Regions from separate parts of the Mus musculus genome. Here region 1 is linked to region 2. Evidence: chromatin contacts called from public Hi-C data. All regions are on one chromosome and are shown on one strand. Each heading gives the region's core, a stretch centred on a gene start, on an enhancer-like site or on the middle of the called end of the contact. The rest is flanking DNA. Distances are from core to core; before and after follow the strand shown. Region 1 has its middle 57 kb from the start of Rps6ka3. Region 2 holds the start of Rps6ka3 (ribosomal protein S6 kinase polypeptide 3).

Region 1 (3,360 bases), core at 808-3,307, 56 kb before region 2:
ATTTTATTGTATTTATTATTATTGTGCGTGTGTGTATACAGTGTGGAGTGGAGAGGGCACATGTGGAAGCAAAAGACAGCTTTCAAGAGTGTGTTTTCTCCTTCCATGGTGGGTTCTGGGGGGAGGGGTCAAACTCAGGTCTCCGGGTTACTCAATAAGTGGTTTTACCCACTGGACTATCTCACTGGCCCCATAAGTAAGAGAGTCTTGCAACACACAGTGTACATACGGATAACAGGCAATTGCCTGGTGGTACCCCCCAGCAAGAAGAATTTAAAGGGTCAAATCTGTGCTTTAGTCCTGAATGAAAAGATGTTATGTGGGCAGTGGGGAAGAGAGAAAAAATAAAAAGATGTTATGTGCCAGACTTTTTTAAAATTTACAGTAGACTTGGCCCTTATCTACAGCACAGCCTTGATTTATTAGTTATGGGATTTAAAATGGACCTACTACTCTAAGACACATTTGTCTTAAGAGACAACCTATTGTTTTCAGACTGCCAATATCACTAAGAAATGCAGAAGAAATTTTGTCTGTCTTTATCCCTGTACCCTTTATAGAGTTTGCATGAGTTATTGACTAATTTGAGAGAAAATGGAAGTATAAGGTAACTTGACATCTTGTTCATTCAGACTAGACTCTTCTATGGTGCCTCACTCATTAAGAACTAGCTTGAGCCAGTCATTGACTTATCTGAGAAATTCTGCTGCTTCCTTCTATTCTGAACGTCTATTCTGCCTAGTTAAGGAATGAGTATTGAGAGCCTTCTCAAGGATGGTGTAATTGGGAGATACAGGTTTGAGATCACACCATCAATAGTTGAGTTCCTCTCGGACTTTTCGATTTCAGATTTAGTGTTGAAGATAAGCAGTAATCAAAAGACCAAGACCCTGATGGTTTCACAAATTCTTCAACACACAATTCTGTTTCCCCCTCTCTACCCACCTTTACCACTGGCCTGGTCTCTGGTCTGTTGGAAGGTAAATACCAGGTCAAATAGAAGCCTCAGTGGTTGACATAGGTATAATTTAGAATCAGAGACCTTCAGTTGTATTTCAGTCCTCTCCACAACTAATTAAAACGCTCTTTAGTGTTCATACTGAAGACACTTCAAAGTGGAGACAGCACAGAGGATGCTGATTCGTTTTGTATAATATATCAATATCATATATTCAGATATATCCACATATCATATCAATAGTAACAAGCAACTTATAACTATTATGGCAAGAAAGGCAGTGGAAGCTTAGCAAATGGTTCTTCCTAGTGTTTCCCAGGGTAGAATATCCATCAGCTAGATTTTTAATTTCAAATTCCCACAAGTTGACATCAACCTTAAGTGGGGGAAAAGGGAGATTGGTATTATTTGGCTGATACAATACAGCTAGAAAGATCTCGTCAAATAAGAATCAGGATCTAATAGCAAGTGATTTTATGTTCTTCCTTCTTGGCCCCAGTCCTTTCTAAAGTTTCACTGTCCCTAGATACAACTGCTAATACATCTAACAACTAAATATGTCTCCATCCTGTGTTTCTTTCTTGAATTTCAAGTCAGTTTGTACGATGTCCAACATATTCTTCAAGGCCAACATAGACAGAATGGGTTCATTACGCATCCTCCAATCCAGCGTCTCCTTAAGGACTTCCAGTTGCAATAAATAGCACCACAGTTCAGTCAACTAGCAAATCCGAAGTGTGGAATTCGTATGCTGTCTTCCTACCTGCTGCCACAGTCAATGAGTAAACTTTCTTAGGTCTCAAGTCTTCGACCTAAATAAGCCTCCAAATCCTCTACTGCTTCCTCTCCTCACTCTTAGTCCTTTATCTATGATCCTACCTTTTATCAACACTGGTCTTTCCATAAGTCTAATCCCTTCCTTCATTCACAGCCTCTAATTCTTCTCTACTTGGAAACAACACCCAGTTACAGTGCTACCACCCCCAGTTATCTTTTTAGCCTTATTACTCTGACTTTATCTCTGGTACACTGTATACAGCAGATTGAAAGTACATTGGTTTTGCAAACATCCATGCAGCTCTTGCCTGACTGCCCTGTACCCACTTTAAGACTCAGTTCAACAACCACAGTCACTTCCTCTATGAATGTGTAATGGCATATGTTCCCCCCACCCCACCCACACACATAGTTGTTTACTTTCTCTCTTGGCTGTGTACTTGAAAGTGATTCTTATTGCCATGGATTTAAATTCTTTGGTCAAATGTCTGCTCCCCACCAATATCTGGAAGCTCCCTGAGAACAAAAACTGGGCTCTACTCATCATTACATCTACAGTGGCTAGCCCAGTATTCATAAATACACATCTAAAGTATGCTGGAATTTGTTACCAATGAATCATAGACCCACTGAAGGAAGCAGAGTAAAATGAGTCCACTTCAAACCCTGACACCAAGATTTGGGGGTGATATGACTTGCTCAATTTACAGACTGATTTGACAACAACAGTAGTAAATAGACTCAAATATCCTTCTTTATATCAGTTCTATTTCTACTATCCATCACTGTGTCTCAGATTCAAAGCATAAACGTTACTGAGCCTGTCAGTGTCTCTGTTTCTACTCATAGTCAACGGAAATTACTAATGCCTTCCTTTCCTATAGCATAGCAATTTTATTTAACTATGTTGAATGCTGTCTCTAAAAAACGCTTTGAGTTCAGAGTCACACCACAGTCAAGAGTCAGCGGCCCACCACTTTGATTTCAACTTCTCAGTTTACTCTCTCGCTTCCTCTATTGACTTTTCTTCCTCTTCAGCCTGCAAGCCAGCAGAAGCTAGAGGAGAAAGAGATTTGTGATTTCCTCTTCCACTCTAGCTCTACTTAACTAAGGAGAAAAGTATTGTGAAAAAATAAAACAGAAGGTCCTGCATTGCAAAATTTAAAATACTGTCATTAATGACTAAAACTTCACAACAAGTTCTAATTTCTTTAAAAAGAGGGCTTGAGGGTCAATGTGAACAATAACAATATTATAAAAAACAAAGAAAGGCTGTTGAAGTGTTGCAGATTTAAGGAGACGGAAAAAACGTGATAATTAAGAGTAATAAAGGATCCAACAGTCAAATCCTATGTTGCAGGGAAATGCTGTCATAAAGGACATTGTCAGATCAACTGACAAAAGTGGTATAAGGACCAAATAAATGTGTGATATCAATATTAAGGTGATAAGAGATTATAATAATTCTGCTGTGGTTAGGTTTTAGAAAACTCATACAAAAATATTTAAGAGTAAAGACATGTTGAAAGCAACTTACTCTTGTGATTTAGTAAAATACTGGGGGAGAAACGGTAGAGAAATGGGTAGATAAATTAATGGATAGATGAATGGATGGATGGATTGAT
Region 2 (3,672 bases), core at 283-2,782:
CTGGGATGATTAAAGGAAACTGTTAAAAGGCATGCAGGGAGAGCGCAGCGGGGGGACGCGCTGTGGTAGCCAAGCGTGGGAGGCTAGAGATGCCTCCCTCCAGGCCTTGGGGACTGGGGAGACAAGCTGGCCTGAGATATGTGGACTGGGTAGACAAGCTGGCCTGAGATGTGTGTGTGTGTGTGTGTGTGTGTGTGTGTGTGTGTGTGTGTGTGTGTGTGTGTGTGTGTGTGTGTGTTTCTTTCCGATGCAGGGCGGTTAGCCAGGGGCTGCAGTAGCTTTCCACTCAGCCCAGCGACTTTTACACATCCCAGACATACTCAGCGCATCTAAGCAGCGGGCTCGAGAACCCAGGACTGAGCCTTCCCGGAATCCACTCAGAGCGCCCAGCCATTAATTCTCGAACTCTTAGAATTCTGTGGCTCCGTTGCCGACTGAGGATTGGGTTCCCTTAACCTAGGGCTTCCTCTTCTCGGGCAGGAGGAGGAGTCACAACCTCCCCTCCCTTTCTCCTCCGCCTACGACCAGCTTGATTTAAAAAAAAAAATCTAATCTTTTATTTAAAGTCAACGGAGAAGCAGGAACCCCGCGCTCCTGCCTAGAAGATATTTTTACTAACTCCTTAATCTCTGCCAAGAAGGGCAACCTTAAGGAACCTGTTTTCTTTTAAGCTTTAGGTAGCAAGGGAGGAGTGTGACAGTCTGGGCCGAAACTCGAGGGCTCTATGCACTTGGGAAGGGTTATTAGGGCGGAGGTAGGGTGGGACGAAAAATTTCCAAAGTACTAAACATTGAACACGAGAGTCAACTCGAAAAGCTTTGAATCAAATTGGGAGCCGAACGTACGTATGTGTGGCTAGCTCCCGGGAAAGAAGCCTCTTGAGTCCCCGTCCAAGCAGGAGAAAAGGGGTCAGGTGAATGAATACCCAGCTTGTGACCCTGAAGGAGGAGAGTCTTGGGCCAGGAGGGGATGTGCCCATAGCCTAGGCGCGCCCACGCGCACCCCTGGAGGAGAAAGGCCGAAAAGACACCTCCTGCCTCCGCCTGGGGCTGCTACCACCGGACTGCGCCCCCAGCGCCTTGCCCAGCTTCACCAGCTGAGCGCGAACCCCTCTGCTCTCCTATTCTCAACTAGTCTCCGAGCTGTTAGGACTCGTGGCAGTCAAAGGCACCTCGTCCGCCCCGCAGAGCCCATTTCTCTCCCCACCCCATCTCCCGCCAACGCCCCCAAATTTTTTGGGCTCGCCCTTCCTGAAAGTAGGCGAGGCCCAGAAGCTGAGGCTAGAGAGAGGAGGTGGAGGAGGAGGAGGAGGAGGAGGAGGAGGAGGAGGAGGAGGAGGAGGAGGAAGGGGTAGGAGGTGGAAAAGGGGCGGCGCCGAGCGGCCAGCCAGGGGGCGTGTCCGGCACTGGCCCCGCCCCTGGGTGCGCGCGGTGGTGGCGGAGGCCGCCCAGCCTCGCTCTAGAGAGACAGGTATCGCTTAGACGCCATGTTGTGAGCGGAAGTGGGGGAGCGCGCGGCCGTCGCTGTTCTGCTGGGATCGGGCGCGGGAAGCGGCGGGGAGGGGAGGCGGGGGGCGGAGCCGTAGTCCGGGCGGCGGAAGGAGGAGAGGAAGAAAGGGGCGAGCCCTGGTGCCTGGCGGCGGCGCAAGGCTCTCGCTTGGAGTGCGGGCGGCTGTGGCTAGGCGCTGGGCGTTCGGGTGGTCGGCGTCGGCGTCGGCGTCGAGCTCGCTCTCGGGGGAGCCGCGGCTGCCCGGCTGCTGCTTCTCGGCTCTGCCTTGGAGCTCGAGTGGCTAAGGAGCCGAGCCGGCTGTGGGGCGGGTGGGGAGGGAGGAGGCGGTGAAGGCGGCGGCGGGCCGGGGAGGGGGGGAAAGATGCCGCTGGCGCAGCTGGCGGACCCGTGGCAGAAGATGGCTGTGGAGAGCCCTTCCGACAGCGCGGAGGTGAGTGCAGCCGTGCGGCAGGGCAGGCGCGCCCCTTCCCCACGCCCCCGCCGGCGCTAGCTCTCTTCCCCGGAGCTGCCCCCCTTAGACCACCTCCGCCGCCGGCTCACATCTTGTTCCCGGGGCGAGATTCTGCTTTGGGTCGTTGGGCTTTGCCGATCTGTCTGTGTCTCCTTCCCGCACCCTCGCCTCTCCCTGCTTTTGGGGTTGGGGGGTGCCGGTGTGGCGGCGCGTGGGGTTTGGAGTGGGCGCTGAGGCTTTGCAAAGAGCCTGTTTTAATCAACTTTGCGTGGGGGAAGCAGGAGGCAAAGCAGGAGCCGGCGGCGGGGAGTTGGGAAGTTTGGCCCTGCCGGCTCTAGGGTCTTCTCCGGAATCTTAGAGACTTTGGATTCGGTTCACCAGGAGCCAAGACTTCAGTCTGGCCGCCGGAGGGGTTTGCTACAGGGAGACGGGCGCCCACAGGGCAAGGTGGGCGAGCCAAGCCGGGAGGGTTTTGAGTAAGGGGTCCAGGACTGAGGGATCCCCCCACACCCCGGTCAGTCTGCCGCAGCGCTCTCTGCCGCTGCTGCAAAAGAAAAACGGAGCGCCTTAGGTCCCCTACTCCTAGGTTTTGAGGTCACTGAGTTGGAAGACCCCAGTATAACTTTTGCTTCCTGTCCATGGAGGTGAGCGGGTGAAATTCAAGGAGATCAGCGGACGCTGTAAAAGGGCTATCTGATTTTCCTCTCCCGGGATCTGATGATCGGCCCTGAGATACCCACCCCAGTGTCAGAAACCCAAACAGTATACCCAAACAAGGCAAAACAGAATTTCCGCGGACACATCCCAGCACCGAGCTTTTCACAGCCGCCACTGTCCCAGAATCAACTGGCGATCTAAAAAAATAATGCAGACAAGATCCATTCCAGGGTATCAGCGCTCCTCTCCAGAGTGGAAAATCAGTTCCTGATGGTGGCGCGTCTGTGATTCCTCTTTCTTGACTTTTCGCTGAATTCTATCCTCGCAGCGGACTTTAGGGGATTACAGAATGATAGGCTGGGTGTGTGTAATAGTTACTGAGCGAGTGACCCCATTTCTGGAAAGCATGACTGAAACGCGGGGGTGGAATGGGGCAGGCTCTGATGAGTGGTGTACTTGGCGGCAGCCACTGCCCCCATCGGCCTCCGCAGTGTGAGAGGTGGGTAGGGTTACTGGTTACGTCAGTAAAACTCGGGCTCAGTTTGGTGTGAGATGCGGGACGCTGACATTCTCTGGGAGGGGGGAGAGGGGGAGGGAGGAATCCGTTCAGATCGTTTTTTCTAATTTTTCTCCCCTGTCACCTCCACTACCATATAAAAATATTTACTTGTTCTTAAATGCAGGAAGAGTTGTAATAAAGCTTACAAGTTCATGCTTAATAATTTACTACTGGATAATGCTGTTCTAAAATAGCAAAGACATAGGTATATGTTACTTTTTTTTTTAAAGGAAAGGCTGGTGTAAAAAAGGAAATCGTGTTTTTACGACTGGCAGAATACAAGAATTTTATTTGAATTTAGAGCCAATATGATACTATAAATCTTTAATAATAAAGTTAAACTTAGAATGCTTAACCGTCATTTGAATGGGTAGTGTGGAAAAACAGTATGGCAAGGGAGCCTCTTCATTTTTTCTTAAAGAAAAAAATTTGCATTTAAAATACAGCTATAAAGGTGGTTAAAATTGCTGAACCTGTCGAAGAAATTGTATTTTCT

Evidence for each region. A called contact is a pair of places that touch in the nucleus more often than the background predicts.
Region 1: a contact with region 2 is called in a Hi-C map of peritoneal macrophages, with 2.6 times the contacts expected there. The contact joins the enhancer-like site here to the promoter of Rps6ka3 in region 2. A contact is called at or near these places in 2 of 15 datasets of contacts at CTCF or cohesin (large pre-B cells and pro-B cells), 28 of 484 Hi-C or Micro-C datasets (B cells, the Ba/F3 cell line, CD4 T cells and 17 more), 8 of 115 datasets of contacts at active chromatin or transcription factors (CD8 T cells, the SCID.adh cell line, bone marrow-derived dendritic cells and 5 more) and 1 of 9 other capture datasets (liver).

The regions. Positions count from the first base shown.
Region 1 is chrX:159,197,569-159,200,928 of GRCm38.p6, forward strand. No RefSeq gene overlaps it. Among named protein-coding and RNA genes, the nearest start is that of Rps6ka3, 57 kb to the right of the region's middle. Within about 2 kb of position 2,058, at least 51 of the 459 cell types and tissues checked have an H3K27ac peak or open chromatin away from gene starts, as enhancers often do. A contact at or near this core is called in B cells, CD8 T cells, CD8 central memory T cells and 12 more, where this site is marked.
Region 2 is chrX:159,254,250-159,257,921 of GRCm38.p6, forward strand. It overlaps Rps6ka3 (ribosomal protein S6 kinase polypeptide 3), which reads left to right and starts at 1,533. Exons shown (of 22, transcript NM_148945.2): 1 at 1,533-1,939. The coding sequence starts at 1,871.